Linked DNA regions of Mus musculus: all the other regions are linked to region 2. The links are chromatin contacts, called in public HiChIP or PLAC-seq maps. All regions are on one chromosome and are shown on one strand. The core of a region is the stretch at or near the end of the contact, and the rest is flanking DNA. Distances in the headings are between cores, read along the strand shown.

Region 1 (4,573 bases), core at 1,561-4,060, 120 kb after region 2:
AGACTCCAAGGACAAGTCCCAACAATTCTAAGTCCAGTCTCATCTTAGGGGTGACCCTCTAGCTGGGAGTCCCGGTTGTTTTGGTGTGTGTGTGTGTGTGTGTGTGTGTGTGTGTGTGTAAAATGGGTATACTCATGTGTCAACAGGAGGTTGATATAGGAAATCTTTTTTGATCCCTCTTCTAATTCTTTTTTGTTTGTTTCTTTGTTTTTCATGACATGGTTTCTCTGTGTAGCCCTGGTGGTTCTGGTACTCACTGTAGACCAGGTTGATCTTGAACTCAGATATTCACCGGCCTCTGCCTCCCGAGTGCTGGGATTAAAGGCCACCACACCCCACTTTCTATCAATCTCCCAATCAAACACAGCTCACCGCTATGGTCTGTTTTGCCCTGAGACACAGAGGAGCTGTCACACCCATTTGCCATTTTTATGGGCTCTAGGGCCCTGTCTGAAGAAGCATTGTAACCCAGAGCCGTATGTCCTCCGCTTATCCCTAGATGTTTTGAGAGTATTTTGTGTCCTAGCAAATCCATGATCCCCGATTTTTCTTTTTCCTACTCTTCTGAGACAGGGCTTCGCTGTGTAACTCTGGTTCTCCTGAACGTGCTCTATAGACCAGGCTGGCCTCACACTCAGGGATCCATGCTCTATAGACCAGGCTGGCCTCACACTCAGGGATCCACTGGTCTCTGTGTCCCAAATGCTGGGTCTAAAGGCATGTACCACCATACTCGGTTTCCCGGTTTTTTTTTTTTTTAAATTGCCTTTCCTTTCTCCTCCCCATACCTGACTCCATACTCACTGGGGGCGGTGGGATGACAAAGTTGTCAGGAAAAACTCCTCTTCTGCCTTGGCATTCTCCTTCCCACCAGCCCTTATCCTCAGTTGTCTGGTTAGGAAACAAGCCAGTGGGGGGAGGTGAGCATCGCTCAAGTTCTTCTTGCCTGGGCCCCACTCCTTACTCTTCTGTAACTCCTAATCCTCTCATACCTTTCTCAGAACTTTCACCAGGTCCCCCTTCTGCAGTGCCAGCTCATCTGGGGCCTCGGGTTGGTAGTCAAATAGGACCCTGCAGGTCTCAGGGCAGGAGACTAAAAGAAGGTCACTCTAGTGTGTAGCCCTTCCCTCCGCAGCCAGTGACTCCCTCCAACAACCTAGCCAGTTCACCTCCCACATAGATCTGGTACCGAGGGAGGGCTCACCTGTCCGCAGGTAGTCTGGAGGGCTGTCATATGTCAAGTTGCTCAACTATTGGGGGCAGAGAAAGGGGGGAATGAGACAAGTGTCAAGCCATTTTAAGAATTCGCTGGGAGTTGGAGATTTAGCTCAGTGGTAGAGCGCTTGCCTAGCAAGCCCAAGGCCCTGGGTTCAATCCTCAGCTCTGGGGGCAGGGGGGAAAGAATTCGCTGGCTGTGCCCACCATGACCCAATTTACCTTAGGAGGCCTCTGTGAATTTGGGGTAATTGGCGGTATGTCTGTATTTCCAAGGCCTGCAGAAGAAGAATCGATGGTGTTAGGGAGGTGCTAATTTAGCTAGGTCAAGGGAGGGGGCCAAAGGGGTCACGAGGTCAGGAGGGTCACTGGGAAGATCGCTGAAGATTGCTGAGTCTGGTCCCAGGGGATCACAGGGTCACGGTCTCACTTGGGGGCCCACTGTCCAGCAATTCCACAAAGTTGGATGGGAAGGCTCCCAACTGCCCGTTCTTCTCTCCCAGCCACCAGCCGTCCTCAATCTGGGGAAGGGGAAGGATGCGGGAGCATCTGGTTCTGTCCAAGAGTAACTGAGGTGTCCATCCTTGGTTCTACCCAAGGACTACATCCTCCCCAGCTGCCTCCCTTCCCATCGCCCCCACCCTTACTTCACTTTCTTCTGTGTGAATAGCTGCAGCATCTCCCCAAGTGCCCCCAGGACCCCTCACCTCCTTTATCACTTCCAAAATCTCCCCAGTTTGAAGCGTCAGCTCGTCTGCCTGCTCTGGGCTGTAGTTGAAGTTCACTCTGCACCATCTTTGGGGGTCCCGAGAGTTGATGGGGTGACCTAGGCCAGACAAGCAGGGAAGCAGCTCTGAGCAGGGAGCCCCGTCTGCAGCACTGGGGAAGAGTTGGACCCCAGAACTCCCTTTAGTAGCTTCAGGCCCCGCCCTCGAGCGGAGCATTGTACTTCAAGCCAATCAGGGGGCTGCAAAATAGCCGCGGGTGCCCCACCCACAGCCGTCATGTTCCACGCGGGCAGTGAGGCCCCACCCGCCGGCCCAGCGCCCGACTCACGGCGACTACGGCGCGGAAAGCGCGGTCTGGACTCGGTGACGCCCCGCAGGGCCTCCGGAATCTCCTGGGAAAATCACATAGGGGCGGCACTAGGCACAAGGCCCGAGGCTGAGGCCAGGGCCGCTCCTGCTCCCCCGCGCAGCCATACCCGTACCAGGCCTCACCTGCACCAGGCGCTTGGGGAAGCGACCGCGGCGGCCCCGCAACTCCCCAAGCAGCCAGCCCCGAGCGGGCCCCGCGCACACCTGCCGGATCACGTCCCCCGGAGCCAGACTCAGCTCGTCCTCCGTCTGCGCTCGGTATCTGGCCAGGACCAGGACCTCTACGGGCGGAAGCGAGCTAAGAAAGGCTGTGGGGACGTCCGTGGACTTTGCCCTTCGGAAAGTGTTTAGAAGAACCCACCCCGAACCCCCACACACATACCCATGACTTCTGGGGCTCCCTGCGCAGCCTGACCGTCAGGCTGGGCATTGGGTGCTCGGAGGGCGGGCGAAGCCGCCAGGCGGTAGACTGGATGTGGATGAGGCGGAGACTCGAGTCATAGGTCAGGATCCAGGTAGTAGGAGTGGGCGGCCTGGCTCAGCAGGTTGGGCCCCAATTCTTGAAGGAGGAGTCCAGGGTCTCAGCCCAGGGCTGGGGTAACAGCTTCCCCAAGAGCTCTACTTTAGCCAAGTCTCCCAACCTAGGCCAGACTCTATGTCTTTTATAACATTTCCTGGCCCACCCTCTTCTGGCTTGCAAGTTCTTAGCTGCAGGGGAAGGTGGAAGAGGTACATACCAGGGTGGGGCCATTCCTGGGAAAGTGGCCCCAGATAGAGATACTAGCTCCTGTCTCTGAAAAGCTATGGCGGGTATATTCCAAACTTCAACCCCCCCTGAAGCTTCGACTCACTTGGGGGCCTAGTTGGATTTCTGATAACTACTGCAGATTCTCCTTGGGGAAAGGCAGCAAGAATCAACTTTTAATAAGGGCTGGCAAGAGTCTGAAGGTTAGGGTCCACCCAGTTTACCAGTTGGGCTAGGCTCACCTCTTCCTTGTGGGTTAACATATAAAGGCCGAGCCAGCTCACTGCAGCCTTGACCCCTGCCCCAGCACCAAGGAAGCCAAAGTCCTGACTTCTGGCATGGTAGCTAGGTTTGGTTCTTGGAGGAGTCAAAAACACAGAATGCACAGCCTCCACTGAGAACAAGAAGTCCTTCTTCCCAGAGACGAAAACTATGGTATATTCTATGGGACCTATTAACCCAGGGTCACTCACACAAGCAACAAACACAGTCCGTTTACATCTGCCACTTCATTTATTGTTTTTATTTGCAGGAGGAGTTGAAACAAAAATTTAAGGGTGTTTTTTTGTTCTCCCCTAAACATGAATCATTCAAGTAAAACCAACATAACTATTGAAATTAGCAAAGTAAAGGGAAGTATGCACAACAACCCAAGAGCGAAGGCTGGGGAGGGAGGAGGGTGCAGTCGGCGTCCAACAGATGCGCGCAGGCAGCGGTTCACCTGCTGGGGACCGCTGCCCCGGAAGGCAAGCACAAGGACCCTTTAATGAGGATGCCCCCCAACATCTGAAAATGTTTCAACCCAAAACGTAAGGTTAAAGAGAAAAAAAAAAGGAAAAACCCAAAAACACACAACCCCACAGACCACCCAGCCATAACCACCATCCTTAATCATAGGCGTTTCTTTTCATTTTATAAAAAGATTAATAAAAAATATTGAAAAAATTATTTTCTCATCTTGTATTTGTAAAGATAATAGAATTCAGAAGTTTCTTAGAAAACCGTCCAGAAACTGCCCTCCAGTTTCCACTCCTCTTGCTGAAGACCAGCAGGACTACAAAGGTTGGGACACTGGAGCTGCTGGTGGAGAATGGGAAGCCCAGCCCAGGAGAAATGAGACAGAGCAGGGTGCATGGGGAGGCTGGGAGCAACTCCACGGGATACATGGCTGTGTAGAAAGGGGAACACGAGGTGGTCAGAAAGGCCTTAAACTCCTCCTCAACATACAAAACCGGTTTGTACAAGATCCAAGCAGTTTGGTCCCAAACTGAGGTGAACACTTCAATTTTTATTCACATGCTTTGTTTTCTCTTAAGAGTCAAAGTTGCCCAAATTAAAATCTTTACACTAATATTACTATATATCCCCTAAAAAGAAGAAAAAGAAAAAAGGATTTCTTAATAAAACTCAGGACAGGAAGAGACTGAAAACCAAATTCCCATTTAGTTCCAAATGAAATGCAATGAAGAAAACTTGGTTTCTAATTGGGGTGGGAGTGGGGGTGGGACAACAAAAC
Region 2 (4,913 bases), core at 22-2,521:
GACTCTGCTAACCAAACCACATCTTCAGTTGCCTAATGTCATTTGAGTTTCATGTAACCACATTTGTCAGGATTATTCCCTGTGCTAATGGAGACCTTTCCACAAAAGCCTTGCCTGTCTTGGGTCTACTTTCCCCGGCCCTGATCTCAGGCTTGGGATGGTGTGTTCTTTCCTTGCCCCTCTCTTTACCCTCCCCACTACTTTTCCTTTATATTTGCCCTTGCATCCCTCATTTCAGTTTTACCACAGCTGAGTACCGAATACTGACTATTTAAACATGTGTTTTGTATACAGCTGCTTCGGTCTATAGGCTGAACAATGTAAAAGACATTGCTACCAATCTCATTTGATGTTTTGAGAACACTGCAGCCCATAAAGGTAGACTTTGCCCACAGGGTCTCATAGTAATGGCTCAGTACCCTACCAAAAACTCTATCCTTAGTCACTGAGATACAAGCCAACGAAAGAAGGCTAGAACCTGAGGGTTCTTACAGGGCCCCGGTGTCTGGAGGAGGGCCAAGAAAGAATATTAGCCTCTGGAGAAGGTAAGGAGAGTCCCACAGAAGCCCTAAAATAACTAGGACCTAAGACAATGGTTCTCTTTTTTTTTTTTAATTAAAGATTTATTTTATTTTATGTATATGAGTACACTGTAGCTGAACAGATGGTTGTGAGTCTTTTTTTTTTTTTAGATTTATTTATTGTTATATGTAAGTACACTGTAGCTGTCTTCAGACACTCCAGAACAGGGCATCAGATCCCATTACAGGTGGTTATGAGCCACCATGTGGTTGCTGGGATTTGAACTCAGGACCTTAGGAAGAGCAGTCAGTGCTCTTAACCGCTGAGCCATTTCTCCAGCCCCAGGCAATGGTTCTCAACCTTCCTAATGCAGAGATACTTTAATACAGTTCTTCATGTTGTGAAGACCTCTAATAAAATTATTTCCGTTGCTAGTTCATAACTGCAATTTTGCTACTATTATGAATTGTGATATAAATATCTGATATGCAAGATATCTGATGTGTGACCCCTATGAATAGGTCGCTCAACAACCTTCACCCCCCATGTGTCTTGACCAACAGGTTGAGAACTGAGGACCAGGTCAGGAACATAAGGAATTTAGAAAGTGATTAGGCCGGATGCAAGGTCAATAGGTGACATTATAGCGTTCACACAGTGCTCCGGGCCTGTAAGCGTAGAAACAGGCCCGCCCACCAGGCCAAATTCCTGGGCTCCGCCCCAGCTCCCTGACAATCCGGAACCGATCCATTCGCTCAGCCCTCGGCAGCTCTTGTCGCGCTCTCACCTCGATTGGTCGAGCCCGAACCGTCATGGCTGCGCCCATGTAACCTGGATCCACCGCGGAGCGGGCAGTGGCGGTGCGGGCCCCCCGTCGAGTCGGGAGTCAACATGCTGCGGGCCGCGTGGCGTGCGCTGAGCTCTGTTCGTGCCCAGGCGGTGACACGGGCCCCAGTCCCTGCGCTGAGGGGCGGAAGTAGCGCCAGTCTGCTCTCTGCGCGCTGTGGCCTGCAGCCTCCGAGTGAGCCGCCGAGCTGGGTCCCAAGGGACTGGGCGAAGATGGAGGAGACCAGGCACCCGGAGACCCGAGAAAGGCAGTGACAGGATGAGAAAGAGGGTGATGGCTAGGGAAGGGGTGATGAGGAGGGAGATAGGGAAGTGAGGCGGTAGTTAGGTGCAGGTGCCTACAGTTCGTGGGAGAAGGGACATGAGGGGCTGTGTATGGCAGAGTCTCAGCCCTTTCTATTCTGCGTAGGTCTACTGCGCGCCGCGCGAGCATACGCCGCCGTCCAGAAACCAGGTACGAGGACTTGGGTTGTTGAGACTTGAGGCCGCCTGGAAGGCTTGGGGTGGACAAGGGAACAGAGGTGGCGCGCAAAGGGACAGGCCAAGACCCCCCCACATTCATTGTTTAGGGGTGCACGAGAAGGTAGAAGTAAGAGCTTTCGCGTGAAAGCACTCACTCATTTGACAATACAGATCACCAAAAGCTCCGCCTCGTTGTGTGCATCCCTACTGTGTCAGATGAGAGTGAGGTCGAAGCCCGAGGTCCAACCCAGTCCAGCTTGGCTGGACCCAATGAGTGTGTGGCTGGCAACACTAGCAAGAGTTACAATTCTAGGAATGTAACACTTTTTATCTGCTATTCTGAGAGGAAGGATGAAGTTTCCCATCCTAAGTTAGCATGCCTTAGGGCCCTCTAACAAACACATACTATTTGAGGCAAGTTTGCTTTTTTTGTGAACCAGCGCTGAAATGAGTGTCAAAGGATCCATTGGAACACAGTTAATAGGATTCAATCATGGCAGCGGTATGAAAAGCACCCTTAACCCCGTGCACAATAAACTGTGATATCATAGTCTTTATTGCTTCTAGTGTCCTTTGCATAGTGGCAGGACAGAGTCTGGCTTGAGAGGATAGATTATCTTGGTTGCGCTGGACTGGGTTGGACTACAGGCTTCAACCTCACTTCCAGTGACATAGTAGGAATGCACACACAGAAGCCGAGCTTTTAGTGATGCGAACTGGCTATTGACATTCCCTTAAAGCTAGCAGCACTTCCTCTCACCCTGTACTTCATTCATGTGGTCAACCAGCAAGCTTTGTTAAAGTGCTACTTCTAGACTAGACTATGGACTAGGCTGGGGAATCGAGGAGTTAAAGAGAAGCCAAACTCACTCCTGTCCACGGGAGAACCGATCCCAGTGAGGAATCTGATAACTGTAGAGCCAAGTCGGTTTGTGTTGCAGGCACAGTGGATGTCTTGAGAAAGGCCCCTTGTTTGCAGCATGCAACATGCAGGTGCCCACAAGGCTTGCAAAAGAGAAACTGAGCTAACCTAGTTTGAGACCCTTAAACCCTTAGGTACTTGCCACAGATTCGGGGAGTGAGTGAGAGGGATGGAGCCTGGGAGGATGGGAGTTCACGCTGAGTATTTTCTATCCTGTATTTGACAGTCCAACCCAAGCAGGACGATGAACCACCCTCCTCTGCGTTCATCAAAGAATACAAGGACATCATCCCCAACATAGAGAAGTAAGTGGAAAGCAACGTGCTTGTGGGTACAGGCGTTCCTGGGAGGATAGACAGGGAGTAGAAAAGGGGTGACCTAAAGACTTGGCCTGTTGTACTTGAAACTGGATTCTGTGGAGCCCTGGATGTGAGCACTGATGAGGGCCGCAGGTCTGATGGGCTCAGGTGGCCAGCTGGGCACCCGCTGCTCACAGAGCTCAGCTCGCCTTTTGTTTCTGGTACTCTGAGTGAAGACCTCACACTAACAGAGGCCAAAGAACTAACATGCTCTGCTGGTCTTGGTAGAAATCTCTCTTCTCAGGCTGGAGAGATGGCTCAGCAGTTAAGAGCACTGACTGCTCTTCCAGAGGTCCCGAGTTCAATTCCCAGCAACCACATGGTGGCTCACAAACATCTGTAATGGGATCCGATGCCCTCTTCTGGAGTGTCTGAAGACAGTGACAGTGTACTTATATACATAAAATAAATAAAATTAAAAAAAAAAGAAATCTCTCTTCTCTTGACTTCACAAAAGCTTTGTAAGAGAAGAAATTGTGTCCTGTTTGTATAAATGCTTTGTGTTATACAACTAAAAGACAGAGCTAGGACTAGAATCCAGAACTGACAGACACCAAAACCAGAGTCCCTCTGCTTAGCCCCTCTACAGTGGACTGGCTCCATCCTTCCTTACTGTGCAATCTGGCTGTGTCTATCTGAGGTGGAAATCCTTCCTTTGCCTTCCCTGAGACGAAACCAGGACATTCGAGCCAACAACCCCAGTTGTCTGGCTGTCTTCAACCCAACAGACCAGAGCTGCATTTCTTGTAGAAGTCACTGTCATTTGTTCTTGCACCTCAAATGTTCTTTACAATTTATTTTTACTTATGTTCATGTGTGTATCAGCGTGTGTATATGTGCCCATATGTGTGAGTGCCCACAGGGGTCAGAATAAGGCATTGGAGTCCCTGGCACTGGAATCACAGGATATAGGCCAACTGCTATGGGTGCTGGGAGCCAAACTCTGGCCCTCTGCAAGAACAAGTGTGCTGAACCACTGAACTATTTTTGCAGTCCCTACCTTTTCTTTAATTTGTATTTATTACAATGCATGTGTGCATGACTGGGGGAGGCGGGTGCCTAAGAAGCCCACATGTGTAATGTCAGTTCTCCTTTACAGCTTTATGGTTCCCATGGTCAGACTCACACAGAAAGCACCTTTATATATCTGACCACCATCCTTCTTCATTTTCTGGCTTTTGTTTCAATTTCTTTTTAGATCTATTTATGTGTATGTTTGGCTCACGTATATGTCTGTGCACAACGTAAAGGCCTGGTGCTTATAGTGGTCTGGGGAGGTCATTGGGTACCCAGGAACTGGAGTTCTGGATGGTTATAAGCCACTTGTGGGGGCTGGAAACTTGGGTCCTCTGCAAGAACAGTGCTCTTAACTTCTGAGCCTCTCTCCAGCAGCCGCAGCACCCCCCTTAAGATAAGTCTCAGTCTGCCATTTTTCCCTTTGAAACTGCTGTGAAACAGCATAGACAGGCTAGATGGCTCAGTAGTTACGAGTGTTGCTGCTCATCTGGAGAACACAGTTTTGTTCCCATACCAGACAGCTCAAAAATCACCTATAACCCAGAGCTCCAAAGGGTCGTAACCCTCTTCTGGCCTTCACAGGCACCTTCGTGCCCATGAATATAATCTAACACACATACAAACACACAAACTCTCATAGAAAAAACCATGGCTCCCCCTTCCCATACTCGTCTCATTACTCTGGTTTTTTGCAGGGTTGATGATGTTGTGAAAAGAATCTTGTCTTTGGAAATGGCCAGCAGGGTGAGTGAGAACCCGTACCACCCTAAGTCTTCTCCCTGGGA
Region 3 (4,546 bases), core at 1,089-3,588, 120 kb before region 2:
CCTCTCTGGCTTCCTCTTCTGCCAGCGCTTGCTCCTGAATAATGTAGTCTCTCTAAGATCATCTGATTAATAAATAGTTGTCCCTGCTAAGCCCTCTGATCCTGCTGTTCTTTAGGAAAGGGACAGAGAGAACACTGCCCTCTGTTCAACCTGATTTTTTTTTTCAATCTAACTACCTCAAAGCAACAAGCACTGGCCCTCCATAGCTACTGTCCACGACCCGGTTAACTAGAAATCTTTCCAGCTGTCACCAAACCCGCTCATGTAATTACAATCCACGCAATTAATCCATCCACTGAAAACAGGAAACTGAGTCACAGATCATATGTCAGTGAGCACAGTTTGAGCAGCTTTGAGTTAGAAGCCAGGAATGAAGACGTATAACACATGTTCCGGAAAGAGCTGCCGAGACGACTGGAGGATCAACGGCCCGGGACTGGGTGCTAAGGTTCCTGGGCAGCTGTGACTGGGGAATGGCGAGAGAAACACAGTTCACAGGAGGCAACACAGGTGGTGGTTACACTCGCAAATGGAAACTAAATCAGCCAGAGAGGGAAGCAGTGAGCGTATCAGGCCAGACTTACAGGTGAGACTCAGACCGCAAAAACGTTCCTTTTACCCCCTAAATCAACGGACTATTTTTAAATCCTTTCCACACACCCACTGAAGGTGCTCGAAAGAAAATCGGAGTTGTTGCTAGGGGGAGACTCTGTACAGTCCCACCTGGACACAGGACTAGAAAAATTTAAAGAACAAAAGCACAGAAAGGGTTCACTCTGGGCAGGGGAAACAGACATAGCCTGTACTTAAGGGGAGAGTCCAAGATTGCGCTGGGAGAATAGCTTGCAAAAAGACGGTCTATGGAGAGTATGTGTCTATAGAAATAAGCATTGTGGCTAGAGCAAATAAACTGGAGAAGACAGAAATCCAATACAAGGATGTATCCACTGGCTAGCCATCACTGTGCGAACAGAGGCCTGGCCATGCCACGGAGAAGGAAAATGTCCTTGTCAACTAGGGACCAGAAAGGAAGACAGTTTACCCAGTGGTGCCTGAGTTCTTCAACAAAGGATCACCGGCAGGATGAGTGTCACCACCTGGCTCATACCCAGCAGTGTCTGAGCCCCTCAATAAAGGATGCCCACAGGGTGAGTGTTGCCCACTTCAGTGGTGTGCTGGAAAACAGATGCGACAGTGAGTAGTCATCTATAGCACTTGCCAAAGGCCCTGGTGTGAATATTCTTACCCAAGTTGATTTCAAGCTATCCAGCTGAGGATGTGGCTCAGTGGCAGAGCACTTGCCTAGCGTGCTTAAAGGAAGAGATCCTGTTCCGTCCCTCTACTCCTGTCCCCTTGGGTGGTAAAGAAGCAGGGCAATGCTGGGTGTGACCATTGCACAAAAAATGCCTTCCAACCTGCGCTCCTGCTGCGCTGAAATTGCTTGGGAGGATGGGACGCAGCAGCCAGAGCGAGGGAAGCGGAACGAGATTTCTATGGATCCTCTATTATCTGCCCTCCGCAATGCAGGCAGGCCCTGTGGTAGTCGCAGAACTAAGAAGGTGCCCCCTGCTGTCCAAGGGATGGATGTGAAAGGCTAGAGTTAAACAGGAGCCCCAGTGGTAGGGATTCTCCAAGGTCAGAGGCAGCGGGGTCTCTGAAGGCACCAGGCAGGCCCACAGAGGACAGAGACTCGCGTAAGAGAGGGAGAATTCACACAGGCTAGAGGGTTCTTTCTGGTAACTGAGTCTTCCAACTTTGCAAAGTTCTAGGAGGTAAGGTTTTCATCGCCGCTCCAGGCAAGACCCTACCTTTTGTATGGTTCACAGCCTCGAAAAAACAGCGCCACCCGCTGGTGATCATGTGCTCAAGCACGGGGCCTCCGGAAAGCATTTTATATCCAAGACCTAGAGAGGAATTGTGGATGGCTGAGCACACACAGCCCCTTCCCTGCTGAAGCATGAAGAAGCATTCCATTCACAAGAGGAAAATGAGGCCAAGAAAGCTTTTCTTACCTGAAAGAACACGAAATCCATGCCCGGGATGGCAGAGTTCCCTCAGCTCGAGATTCCAGTTCGCTGCCCACAGCCAGGGCCAGACCCAATCGGTGGTGGAGTGGACTAGGCAGGGAAAAGTCGGGTGGGTTTCGTGGGGACAAGCTGTAGGTGGGCTCTGAGAGTCTCTGATCTTCACCTTCTCATCCTGAGTTCCTCACACAGGGCTATGGCTTCAGTAGGCCCCCCTAAGCAGCAGTCTCCCTGGAATCTGCAGCTGCATGCTGTCTTCAGGGGCGGGGCTGGGCGGGAAGGGGATGAATACCAGGACCCAGAGATGATGCGTCTGGCGTGGCCTGGTTCCCTCTCCGCTCCTCTGCGCCTTAATTAAGTGCTTTCATTTCCCTCCTTCCCAGCACAGAGGCCCAGCTGAGATAAGGCATTGATCCCCTCCCAAAGGAGGAGGGAGGCCTGCCGAGCTCTTTGTGGGACAAAGACTGATGGCTTATTAGCAAGGCCTTAATTGTGTGGCCTGAAACTTGAGGAAGTTAGAAGATACATCTGAACTAGGGAGTGCCTCTGAAGTGAACCGTTTCTTCCCTGCATCCCACCGTACACCCCCACCTCAGCCCAGCCTAGTGGAGATCAGCCCACCCTAGCCCTGACCTCAGGGAAGCAAAGGCTCAGAGTGTTGATTGCAAAGGATGGGGAAGATGTCTCGCACGGCCAAATGATGCTCCAGTTTGCCAGATGCAGACAAGGACAAGGTCCAGGGACCCAAATGTAGACACCAGCTCTGCTACTATCTAGCTGAAAGACTCTAATAAAGCCTAGCCCTCTGAGGGCCTCAGTTTCCCTTTCTGTACAATGAGAAAGTTTACTTCTAGCCATAGTATACAAATATATGTGTTGAAACTGTGTGGCGGGGAGGAATAAAAGGTAAAGTCAAGTGCCATCCAATTCCTCAAGGCCCATTTTCTTCTTCCCTGTGTGTTAGAATTCACAGAAACGCAGTGGCAACTGGAGCATCCCGGATCAACTGCTCCATCATTCCAGCTGCCCAGTAGGTGTGATTAGAGTCATGGGGCTATCAGGAGTTAAGACAGTCCCCTATAGCAGCAAGTCCCCAGCCCTGGTAATCATTCATCATTCTTTCTTAAAAGATAACTTCTTGTAGATAGATAGATAGATAGATAGATAGATAGACAGACAGATAGACAGACAGACAGACCATAGAAACCAGTAGCTGCTATAATCTCCTTGAGGAGAAAGCGCTGCAGCCAACACAGCATCCCATCCATGTGAACGGAAAATCTGAGCATCCCATGCAGCCCTGCCCTTCACACCCAGCAGCCCTCCCAGCCAGTGCGTATCCTTGGCAACCAGCCAGGGCCCAGGGTTTCACATCGACATTTGTTGAATAAAAAATGAACGTAGGAAGTTAAGGAGCAGTGCATAGGGAACACTGGAGCCTCAAGCCTCATCCGTCACCTGCAAGCCTCTCACCTCACTGGGTCTTCCAACACAACACAAAGGGTCACAATGCCGTTGTCTCTGTCCTAGGGCTGAGGACACTGTTTTCAGGAAGGAGTAAATCGGTTGTCCTCCCGTGGACACAGACAGCTAGAGGCTGAGAACCCCGAGCCTTTTCCTCATAATGCAGAGGGAAGGGTCACCCTCGTAGGCTGGCTCTCACTGCAACCCAGGACAAACATGAAGCAGACTCGGCTGGAGTGAGGCACACCCAAAAGCATAGTTCTCCAGCTCAGAGTCTGACCTTTGCCTAACTGCCCCTCCTGAAAGTAAAGGGTAGGTTCCCCTTCCCTTCTTACTTGATGCTCACAGTAGAAAGATGGCCAACAATCCAGGACCCCAAATATCTAGCAGATTAAAAAAAAAAAGTTAAAAAAAAAAAAAAAAGCCGGGCAGTGGTGGTGCACACCTTTAATCCCAGCACTCGGGAGGCAGAGGCAGGCGGATTTCTGAGTTTGAGGCCAGCCTGGTCTACAGAGTGAGTTCCAGGACAGCCAGGGCTACACAGAGAAACCCTGTCTCAAAAAAACAAACAAACAAAAACAACAACAACAACAACAACAATCTAGCAGATTTAGAAACATACAGAATCCAGATTTGTGAATTTTCCTTCCATTGAGTCCCGGGGCTCCTTAAAGGCATTTCAAATGTCTACGTAACCATGAGAAACCTTGACTAAGCTCCTGCCTCTGTCACTCTTGCTGGCCTTACTTGTTTTGTCTGTTATGTATTTTGAGTTGAGATGTAAGTTAAGATGTTCCTAAAAGATTGTATAGCTTTGTAGTATCACGGTGTCTTAATTAGAGCTTCCATTGCTGTGAAGAGACTCCATGACCATAGCAATTCTTATAAAAGAAAACATTTCATTAAGGCTGGTTTGCAGTTCAGAGGTTTAGTCCAGTCTCAGCATGGTGGGACATGGTGCTGGAGAGGAGCTGAGAGGTCTACATCTGGATCCATAGGCAGCAGGAAGAGAGACACCCTGGGCCTGGCCTGAGCTTCTGAAATCTCAAAGTCCACCA

What was found. HiChIP or PLAC-seq counts read pairs in DNA pulled down with a chosen protein or histone mark.
Region 1: a contact with region 2 is called in an H3K27ac HiChIP or PLAC-seq map of embryonic stem cells, with 8 read pairs. The contact joins the promoter of Sh3d21 here to the promoter of Mrps15 in region 2. A contact is called at or near these places in 5 of 39 promoter capture datasets (the HPC-7 cell line, embryonic stem cells, liver and 1 more), 1 of 15 datasets of contacts at CTCF or cohesin (pro-B cells), 7 of 115 datasets of contacts at active chromatin or transcription factors (effector CD8 T cells, embryonic stem cells and pancreatic cancer cells) and 3 of 9 other capture datasets (adipose tissue, liver and pancreatic islet).
Region 3: an H3K4me3 HiChIP or PLAC-seq map of embryonic stem cells shows a contact between it and region 2, with 13 read pairs. The contact joins the promoter of 2610028E06Rik here to the promoter of Mrps15 in region 2. A contact is called at or near these places in 1 of 484 Hi-C or Micro-C datasets (nephron progenitors), 1 of 115 datasets of contacts at active chromatin or transcription factors (embryonic stem cells) and 3 of 9 other capture datasets (adipose tissue, liver and pancreatic islet).

Annotation. Positions count from the first base shown.
Region 1 is chr4:126,160,531-126,165,103 of GRCm38.p6, forward strand. Sh3d21 (SH3 domain containing 21) reads right to left here and starts at 2,811. Exons shown (of 16, transcript NM_001162533.1): 1 at 2,695-2,811; 2 at 2,436-2,593; 3 at 2,272-2,335; 4 at 1,923-2,041; 5 at 1,646-1,736; 6 at 1,438-1,493; 7 at 1,205-1,250; 8 at 993-1,093; 9 at 805-891. The coding sequence starts at 2,698. It overlaps Thrap3 (thyroid hormone receptor associated protein 3), which reads right to left. Exons shown (of 12, transcript NM_001356455.1): 12 at 3,552-4,573.
Region 2 is chr4:126,045,657-126,050,569 of GRCm38.p6, forward strand. Mrps15 (mitochondrial ribosomal protein S15) reads left to right here and starts at 1,272. Exons shown (of 8, transcript NM_025544.2): 1 at 1,272-1,543; 2 at 1,778-1,822; 3 at 2,979-3,057; 4 at 4,824-4,872. The coding sequence starts at 1,414.
Region 3 is chr4:125,920,065-125,924,610 of GRCm38.p6, forward strand. It overlaps 2610028E06Rik (RIKEN cDNA 2610028E06 gene), which reads right to left and starts at 2,339. Exons shown (of 6, transcript NR_015560.2): 1 at 2,013-2,339; 2 at 1,809-1,904.